Regions from separate parts of the Sus scrofa genome. Here region 2 is linked to region 1. A link is a contact called in public Hi-C data. All regions are on one chromosome and are shown on one strand. The core of a region is the stretch at or near the end of the contact, and the rest is flanking DNA. Distances in the headings are between cores, read along the strand shown. Region 1 holds the start of DUSP5 (dual specificity protein phosphatase 5). Region 2 holds the start of SHOC2 (leucine-rich repeat protein SHOC-2).

The links. Hi-C and Micro-C count contacts between places; a contact is called where the count stands out from the background.
Region 2: a contact with region 1 is called in a Hi-C map of subcutaneous adipose tissue, with 2.6 times the contacts expected there. The contact joins the promoter of SHOC2 here to the promoter of DUSP5 in region 1. A contact is called at or near these places in 1 of 47 Hi-C or Micro-C datasets (subcutaneous adipose tissue) and 1 of 2 datasets of contacts at active chromatin or transcription factors (alveolar macrophages).

Annotation. Positions count from the first base shown.
Region 1 is chr14:120,902,555-120,907,780 of Sscrofa11.1, reverse strand. It overlaps DUSP5 (dual specificity protein phosphatase 5), which reads right to left and starts at 1,441. Exons shown (of 4, transcript XM_003359366.4): 1 at 867-1,441. The coding sequence starts at 1,245. LOC110256730 (a long non-coding RNA gene) reads left to right here and starts at 1,515. Exons shown (of 4, transcript XR_002338641.1): 1 at 1,515-3,377.
Region 2 is chr14:121,344,328-121,349,261 of Sscrofa11.1, reverse strand. SHOC2 (leucine-rich repeat protein SHOC-2) reads right to left here and starts at 1,324. Exons shown (of 9, transcript XM_005671457.3): 1 at 906-1,324. It overlaps BBIP1 (BBSome-interacting protein 1), which reads left to right and starts at 920. Exons shown (of 4, transcript XM_013983731.2): 1 at 920-1,058.

The DNA.
Region 1 (5,226 bases), core at 192-2,691:
AGTTTGAGAGTAAATTACCCACTCACCACCGAAGCCATTGCCCCCAGAAGGTGTAATGGGCAGACTGGTGACACAGCTTTTGAGAGTTTCAAATAAAAGGCGACACAACCCCCTTCGCAACCACCCTGTGGCACCTCTCCTAGGTCCTGGCTCGCTGGGCCAGCCTCCCCCGCGCTGGCAGACAGCGTTAGGGTCGCTGGGTTGGGCCACGACCCGTCTAGGAAGGGGACGAGAAGGTGGAAGAGATGGGAAGGCTGTCAGCTCCAAACTGAGCTAGAGAAAAGCCTGGAGGCGAGAAGGGGAAGCTGAGGGACAATAAAAAGCAATAAAATGAAATGGAAAGGAAGGGGAGGGACTGCCAGGGTCAAAAGGCAAGAGGGTCGATGAAGACACAGCCTAACGTAGGTTAATTGTCCAGGAGGGAGGAAAGGGGACACCGCGGCGCCACGCTCCTGGGGGAGGGGGTGGTCCCGACCTGCGGATTCCGCCAGGTCCGTCCATTAGGACGGCTCCGGAGCATAGGCCCCAGCGAGAGCGGGTAAGCCCGCGCCAGGAAACGGGGCCACTGCCCAGCACAAGCCAGCGGGCCCCCAGCTGCGTAAGCGACCCCATCTTCCCCGGCGGGCAGACCGTCAGGCGCTTTCGAGGAACGCGGGTGGGGAGGGGAAAGCCGTGAGCGCTGACATTGGCGGTGCCCTCCCCGGAGCACGTCAAGCCCCAGGGTGCAGACTCCCGCCAGTGGAGAACTTCCCGGGTTCCAGGGTGGAGGAGGGCGGCCGGCGCCAGAAGGCGACTTCAGAGTCCGGGGCCGTCCCGGCGAGGAGTCAGGTAGAGTGACGGGGGATCCGCGGCCCTGGCTCACTCACCTTTGAGGAAGTAGACTCGCGGGCCGGCGGGGAGGCAGGCGAGCAGCGAGGTGAGCACGACGCGCGCGGCACTCTCTTCGCGCAGCTTCTGCCAGTGGCGGCTGCCCTGGTCCAGCACGACTACGGCCGCCACGCCGCCGCCACCCTCTTGCAGCAGCCGCGCGCGCGCCGCCTCGTCGGGCAATACGTAGCGCGCCGACACCGCACCGCCGCGGGCCCTCCGCAGCACCACCGAGTTGAGGTTGACGTTGAGCGAGCCGCGCACGCTGGAGGCGGCGAAGGCCAGGTAGGGCCGGCAGTCGAGCACCACACAGCGCGCCGCCGCCTCCTTGCGGAGCATCTTGCGCAGCTGGCGCCCGTCGAGCGACGTGACCTTCATGCCGCCGCCCAGCGGCCGCGCGCCGGGCACCCCGCAGGTGCCGACGGCCAGGATGCCGGCCAGCGAGGCCCGGGAGGGCAACCCGCGGGGCTGCGGCCGGCCGACCGAGCCCGGCGCCGGAGCGGCAGCTCAACTCTTCTTTCCCGCCCCCTACGCTCGGCGCCCGGCCCGGCCACTCGCCGCCCCAGAAGCCGGGGATTCCGCCGGCGGCGCTGGGTTTTAAGCGAATGGGTGTGTGGCCTATGACGTGGCTGCCCATATAAGGCCAAATATGGGTATTTCCCCGCCCCTTCGGGCTGTGGCCACGCCCCCAGGGAGCGGGACGCGCGGGGCGGTCGCCAAGCGTTAGTCAGCCGGAGAAAGAGGAAGTGGAAGGCGCCTCCTGTGCTCTCTGTGGCGTTGCGCGGAGACACTCACTCGCGCATCACCGGGGACTGACGGTGGGGTGTCAGGAACGCCACGAGGCCGAGGTGACCCACGCTGTGCGGGAAGAGGAGGAAGCGGAGGAGGCAGAGCCGGCGCCGCACCAGCGGGCTTTGAGTTTCATAGACGTAGGTTCAGAACCTGCTGGGGGCCATGCCAGGCACTGCTGTAGGGAGAGCAAGGGGAGCCCTCGGCTAGTGCCCCCAGATGAGTCAGAAGTAGATTTCGATCCTTACGGGTCTTTACGCGGGAAATGAGATGATGGTGGAATTTGCTCCAAGGGCTGGGCTATTGATGACTGAAGATTGGGCTTGTTTTGGTAATCATTGAAGCTTGGTGATGGGTACCTGGGGATTCATTATATTGTTTACTCTACTTTCCTTTATATTTTGAAATTTCCCATAAGAAAAGTACCTAGAAGTAAAAATGGAGAGAGAAGAGCCAAAAATTAATCTCCCCAAATGGATTCTGCCCTCAAAGGATTGATGGTCCTTTGTCACACTCCCAATAATAATTAGAATAATTGTTTTTGAGAAACTCTTCTCTGCCTCCCAGAAAATCCGTCCTGAGTTCAGCTGCAGCATCAACATGCGCTGTTGATGGAGCTCAGCACAGCCAACTGTCCAGGTGGCTTCTGGATTTGAGGGATTATCTGTGGATCAAGTATAATCTCAGGCTGTCTGACCCCACCAGTCCCCAGCAGTTCAGGCTTCCCATCCCCAATCTTGGGGAACTGGACGTGATTCACCCATTCAGCAAGTATTTAGTGAGGGTCAGCTTTGTGCCCTACCAGCTGCAGGGACATGCATGAGGGAAACAAGCTTCTATCCCAAAATCAGGACCAACCATTTTGTCGTGAGTGTGATGAGGAAGGAGGCTGCCTGATGGAAACACCAGGAGGGGCTTGTTTACTACCAACAGAGGGAATGAGGTTTTTAGGAGGAAGCAGAAATCAAATTCTGAAATCAAATGCAATCAAACCAGGCACAGATAGCCAGCTATTGCCTCTGGGTCTCAGCTGCCCTCTGTTAAGAGGTGCTGTCCTTGCTCTGTCAGTGGCATCTTAATTAATATGTGTTGTAGGCAGAGCAAGGGTTTTCTTTCTTTTGGGGATTATCCGTGCCAGCCTTCCCTGCATTCTGCTCCTCCTCCAGTGTCACCAGAACCATCCACCCCCTGACATTTCAACCTAAGACCAACCTCCACACACATGGAGCACCCACATGGCCAGGCTCTGTATTGGTTGCTAGAAACTAAAGTAAGCAGGCTCACTCTCTCCAGCTGCCCCCTGCTCAGAGAGGAGGCTTAGACTAGTCACAGGCCACTTTAAGATCCTGTGGTCAGTGCAGAAGAACATCCACGGTCTGCAAGGTGGGGCTGGAATGGCGCCCTGGAGAAGACCTCCCAGAGCAGAGGAAGCTGAGGTGAACTTAAAAGAATGAATTGAGGTGAGCCAAGCCATGGAGGGGGAGGGTGGAGGGCATTCCAGGCAGAGAAAACTGCTGGAGGTAAATGAGAAAAAAAAAAAAAGAGAGCTGAGCATGGTATGTGCTGGAGGTACGTGGGAGACTAAGGCATTTCTGGCATTTATTAGAAAATTAGGCAGGGTCAGGTGACAGAGGGACTTGGGTGCCATTTAAGGCATTTGGATTCTTATCCTTTGGCTGGGGCAGCCCTGGATGAAGGGTGTTACTCGGTGACCTGGTCAGGTGAGCATTTGGGGACCTCACTGAGGTGGCACTGTGGAGGAGGGATGTTTTATGTGAGTGGGGGTGGGGTCCAGACCGGAGTCGGGAGACAGATAGGAGGCTTTTGTGGGTAATCCAGGCCTGAGCTGATAAGGGCCTGCCGGAACTTGGCAGTGATAGCAGCAATTGAAGAGGCCACACAGATGGGAGAGACATTTAGGAAGTAAATTGCCGGAAGGGATGGGATGGGGAGAGAGGAGTGGACGGTGGCTGAGTGAATGGTGACACCTTTAGATAGGGACCCTACAGGAACAGATCTGGGTGGGTAGTGGGGGTGGGGTGGTAGTGGTGAGGTTTAGACATATTAATAAAGGAGAGTTGATCATGGGCCACCCACTGGGTAGTGGTGGGGTGGCCTGGCAAGCAGTATAGGAAGGTCAACCTTCAGCTGACTGCTCTGTCACTTCCCATGCCCAACAGATCACCAACTCCCAGGACTCTGCTCTCCAGATCTCTTTCTTAATCTACACTTTCTAGTCCTGTGGCCGAGGCCAGCTTGGTGTGTGGGTGACCTTTGTAGCTACATGGGGCCATAACTTAAAAGGGCACTGTGCTTTGTTTAATGCTCTCCTGTCACTCTCCTGAAATTCTTTAATAATTTTTGGAGAAGGGACCCTTTGCACTGGGACCCACAAATTATGTAGCCAGTGCTGCCCACGGCTATAAATAGAGGGTCCCATTATCTCTGCCCACCCTCACTGCCACCCCTACTGGGCCCTACAGTAGCATCCTGTTTCCCAATCTCTAAGCCATCTTCTTGCTCTCTTGCCCTCGTCAATGTGATCTTTTTAAGTTTAGCTCAGAGCATAGAGCCCACCTTCTCTGCTCAAAAACCCTCAGAAACACCTACGCACTGACGTAAAATCCGGATTCCTTAGTGGAACACCAAGGTCCTTGTTCTGGCCAGTTGGCCATAACCCACCCCTAACCTTGTTTTTCTTCTTTATTCTTCCCACCCAAGGCTCCAGTCACATGGAACTACCCATTTCCTAAACTTGCCCAGTATTTTACTGCCCCCCCCAAAGGCCTTGAGAGCCTCCCCCATTCCTTTGTAGAGGAATTGTCCACCTCATGCACCAGCTCTAGAGCTCCCATTGACTCCTTAATCCCCCAGCTTCAGTTGCCTTCCTGGGGGTTCTCACACTTGTGCAATTTCCCCCTCCCCCAACCTGACACGTGAGTGTTATCTGTCCTGCCATTAGTCTGAAGGCTCCAGGGCACACTCAGGGCTTATCCTACCATCTGTGACTCCATCTCAACACCCAGCACATGGTAGGAGCTCAGGCCAGTGTTGGTGGAATGGAATCCATTGCTTGCCCAGACTTGAAAGCAGCTGGCTTTTTAGGAGGCACCTGGAGAAAAAGGTGGCCACAGGATAAACCAAGGCCCTAGACCCTGGGTCAGGAGACCAGGTAGGAAGCTGTGGACACACAGGCCCGAGGATCAGGGACTAGAATGCATAGGCCACAGGCCTAAGAGGAAGAGGAGGGTGTCTGTGACTGTAATTGTGTAAATAATCATACCTGTGGTGCCCCCCCACCTGCCCGCTTTGAAATGGGAGTGGGGGGATTGGGGGGAAAGCAGAGTTTAAATTAACCTTATGAATCTGTGAGGTGTGACCTTGTTCTATTCATCATTCCCCCTCTACCCCCTCCAGTTCTCAGAGTAGGGCAAGAAGATTTCTATGTTCCTTGACCCTCCTTTGACTGGTCATACTAACCCTCAGGCCCTGGTTCATCACTGTGATCTGGTGTTCTTACTCTTTGGAGGGTCATGGTGCCCCTTTGAAAAGGGGGGGGGCCTCTTCCTT
Region 2 (4,934 bases), core at 75-2,574, 440 kb before region 1:
CTCCCAGGGCCCCGGCCCCTCGGGCCTCGCCCCGGCCCCGCCAGCTAGCGCCTGTCAGGACGCGCGGGGCTTCCCCCTACCGACAGCCCGCCCGACCGGCAGGAAGGAAGGCAGGAAGAACCGGCCAACAAGCACCCTCCCGCCTCAGCGGCCCCTGGTTACCGTCAGGAGCCCCGACTCCGCCATCCTCCTAGCTCGCCCTTCCTCCTCCTCCTTGGAAGCGACGCTGCCCAACCGCCGCCCCCCGCCCGCCCCTCCCCCACTCGCCCCGCCCCGCCCCGCCCGCCCCTCCACACACACTCGTTGCTACCGCCCCGCCCCACCCCTCCGGCGCAGGCCGGTCAATCGCTGGGGAAGAAAAACAGGCGGGGCCAGGGCAACAGAAGCTGCCCAATCAGAGTGAGGTACTGTCGCCAGCGACGCTACCCAATCAGAGTGAGGCATTAGCTCCAGCTTCTCTTTCTCTCTCCCTCTCTCTCTCTCTCTCTTACTCTCCCCGCCCTTTTCCTTTCCTCAGCTCTTCTATGCCCTTTCTCCCGCCCACTGGGCGCCGCTGGCTAGCTGGGTCACCGAGAGACCCTCCAGCAGGGTAGAGAGACAACTCTCAACGGAAGTTACTGTTGACGCTAAGGCAGCCATATCTGATAATGGCAACGGAAGTTTCCTCGCCTCCGGTCTCCTGTGTGACGTAATTTTCCCTTCGCCCAATCTTATAGTTGCCCTGGGCAACAGTTGAGCCGTCAGGGAAGACACGCATCTGTAAGTAGGCCCCAAAAAGTACCGAAGGTAACCAGACATCCCATATTAAACAAGTTAATTCATACTCCAGACTACTTTCCAAGATTGGGGGGATAGAGGAAGCGGCTTTTCTGGCCCTTATTTTGCTGGGACATCTGGTCACTTACCTAGGTGGACAAGAGTTTACGGCGCCGAAAATCCCTGTCCTGCCCGGAAGTTGCGTTTGACACTTCTGAAAGGGGTCATGGCGGAAGCATGGGAATAGCTTGCGCCCCCCTTTCCCCAGGGAGTACCCATTCCGACAGGAGTCGCAAAGTGAGGTGAGTGTCCCTTGGTCTCCAACCGTGGGTCAGGCCCGTGCGGGCCCGACGGCCCCTGGGAAACGGAGCGCTGAGGAGGCGAGCCGGGCTCAAAGCCTCTTCCGCTGGAAATAGGTTTTCTTTCCGGGCTGGTCCGATGGCGGCCCGCCCTCCCTCCGCCCCTCTGAGGCTCCCTGTGGGGTGAGGCCGCTCTACCGGCTTCCCTCGCCCCGCTGCAGCCAGCTGGGACGGGAGGGGCCCCTAACTCCAGCAAAGTGGATCTCCTGACCACGCCCCAGCAAGTTCTGTTAAGCACTTTCACCCTCTGACCTTTAAGGTCGGAGAATTCTGGAGCTTGAGGAAATCATTTTCCATCCCCAGCTATAAAGGAAAAAGATGGTCACCCTACCACTGTGACAACATCTCGAAGCCTTATTTCCCCACTTCCTGTCTGCATATTCTGAAATTTTCAACCTTTTCTTCGTTTCTCCTCTTCTCGGGGTTTGTAAGCATTGACTGCAGTTCTGGATGAAAGTATACTGTCCACATTGTGCATGTCTATGGTTTATTAAACAACTTAATGTTTGTGAATATTCATGAAATGTATTATTTTATATGGTTTTTTTACAAGAGTTATCACACATTATCGTAGTTCCTTCTGTAGATTTGAGTCGACAATTGTCAGTCATCTTGGTAATATCAAGTTGGCTCAGATCCAATTTTGCTGTGGCTCTGGTGTAGGCTGGCGGCTACAGTTCTGTTTGGACCCCTAGCCTGGGAACTTCCATATGCCTCCGCTGTGGCCCAAAAAGACAAAAAAAAAAAAAATTTTTTTTAAAGAATACGATAAACATTCATATACCTTTCGCCTAGATCCAACAGTTGTTAACATTGTGCCATATTTACTTTATCCCTTTTCACACACTTTGTTATTGAGCCATTGGGAAATAGGTTGCAGACACCTGTTGTTAAGCAGGCATCCCTAAACATGTATTTATTTTCTAAGAATTATAAAGTTTTCTTGCAAAAACAAAATATCATTATGATTAATAAGTCTTCAGTCTTTAAAATCCAGTGTGTATATATCTGTATTTTCCCATTGACCAAAGAATGTCTTTTATACCTCCTCCTTGCAAAAAATATCAGGGTCCAGTCATGGTTTATATATTGTATTTGGGTATTATAACTTTTTTTTTTTTTTTTTGTCTTCTTGCCATTTCTTGGGCCGCTCCGGTGGCATATGGGGGTTCCCAGGCTAGGGGTCTAATTGGAGCTGCAGCCGCCGGCCTACGCCAGAGCCACAGCAACGCAGGATCTGAGCCACATCTGCAACCTACACCACAGCTCACGGCAACACCCGATCCTTAACCCACTGAGCAAGGCCAAGGACCGAACCCACAACCTCATGGTTCCTAGTCGGATTCGTTAACCACTGAGCCACGACGGGAACTCCAGGGTATTATAACTCTTTAGCCTTAATCTAGAACCATTCCGCCATCTCTTTTTACCTTGTAAAATTGTCATTTTGAAAAGTTCAGGCCAGGGGTCTTTTTGAATGTCTCCTCTTATTTTTCACAAATCAGAAGTAGGTCTGGAAGCATGATTAGATTCAGTTTAACACTTTTTGCAAGACTACTTAAAAGTATTTATACTTTACCAATCATGACTAACTGCAGCTACATTTACCATGCCATGAGTTGCTCATTAAATCCATCCCACTTCTCAGCACACCACCCTTCTATGATGTCCTACAGAGAAGAGTTTAATCTTCCTGTCTTTGTAGAGTACGTTAGTGTCCTGCACTGACAACATAGACTGGCTACCTTTAATAAAGTTTTGCTGCTACTTTGCCTACACTTGACGCTGATGCAATGTAATCTACAGCAAAGTGTACTGATGTCAGCAGTTTCATGAGTTTCAACTTCTGGCATCCCAAGGATGGTTGATGAAAGATGTGTGGGCCCTGCAATTCAAATACAGATGAATCTTGATGTTATCAAAGCAGATACTAAGGGAACTGCTGGCCATCTGGCCACATTCCAATTTAGGCAATGTTATTTTTCTCCCTGAAATTCTCTTGCAAGTCCTAATTGGTCCTGGTGTTTTTGTGATAGCTTTTCAGTAGTATTCATCACAGCCTATTAAAAATTGCAAAACCAAGATTATACTTAACATTTAATACATTAGGAACATTCTCTGTCCAGTGGATAGAGAAGTGTTTGCAGAACTTCAGAATCACAAAAGGAAAACTCGCAAGACTGCCTAGCGTATGTAGTCCTCCTATCCTAGACTTATATTTGACCACAAAAGATAAGTAGAAGGAAGAAAATGCACTTAATGGAACAGAAGAAAATATTCTGGGAGGGCAAAAACTCTTAAGATTGATAGAGAATGTTTTAAGGCTTTGTATTGAAAGTTAAGTAATGCACTCTGTCAGTCACTTCCTATATAGAAGGAAATTTGTTCATGTGGGACTATGAAACAGTTTTAAGTTTATCCAGATTCAAGTAAGGCAAAATAATATACCGATTAAGACCACAGATTTTAGAATCAGATCTGGGTTTCAAGAATAGGAACATTCATTAGGTGATGACTTTGGACAGTTTACTCATTCTGTTTATCATCTGTTAGATGGAACCATGGGAGTGCCCATTGTGGCACAGTGGAAACGACTAGGAACCATGATGTTGTGGGTTCCATCCCTGGCCTCACTCGGTGGGTTAAAGATCCATCATTGCCATGAGCTGTGGTGTAGGTCGCAGGCAAAGATCAAATCTAGCGTTGCTGTGGCTGTGGTGTATGCTGGTGGTTGGAGCTCCAATTCAGCCCCGAGCCTGGGAACTTCCATATGTCAAGGGTGCAGCCCTAAAAATAGCAAAAAAATAAAAAATAAATAGGACCATAAAACCTTTTAGGATTGTTGAACAGAATGAGTCAACTATAACTCTTTAGCATAGTTTATAGACATGGCATATAGTTAGTGCACGGTAGTTATTTATTATTAGTAACTTCTAAAGCAGTCCAATCTGAGTACATTATAGCATTAAATGTTTATTTAATATTTATCGAATGAGCAAGTGAACCTATGACAGTGATTCTCCAAGTTTAATAAGAGATTTTGATTCACTGAGTCTGGGGAAGTCTCCAGAAAAATCTGAATTTTTAATAATAGTCCAGGAGATTTTGATGCAGGTAATCCGAGGATCAGGCTTGCAGATCTGAGTGAAGTGTCAAACAATTCTTTATTTCCCTTTCCTTGTTTCCTATCGAAGTAGCATATATTGACAATGCTGAGAATATAAAAAGTTCTTCAGGCACCCTTTTTCAAAAAGTCTTAACCTTTTTTTTTAAAGTTCATAGCTAACATTTTTAGAACTGTTTCCAAGTACTGAATTTAAAAAAAAAATTTAGAAAAAGTCATTTTGCTTGAGTAGGATGTGTCATTTTCTACTAACTTAATAGTGTCTACTACTGGAGTATAACAGAACCAATGGCATCATCCAGGTTCACCCAGGTAGAGCAGTTCCTTAGGCCCAGGCACATTTCAGAAACTAGACAGCACACATTTTATTCACATGAGTCTGGATTAATTAGCCAAATTGAACTTGTTGCAACATTCTTTTACCAGCAGATGCCAGATAGAATAGAATCTCCTATAGTTCTAACTACTTGACATATGATGTTATTTGGCATCTCCAGTTGAACACTGTCAATCAAAATTAAGCACTCTGCTAGCATATGGGCAACCACTTGAATGTTACTACTTCATGTATGCTGAAAAACATTTTTGTTTCTTTGGACTCTCCTTTAACCTTTTTCTCATGTTAGTTTATATTCAGAAATCTAACGTATGTGAAAGATCATCTATCAGTCAACCATGTAAGTCTTAGGTAAGAC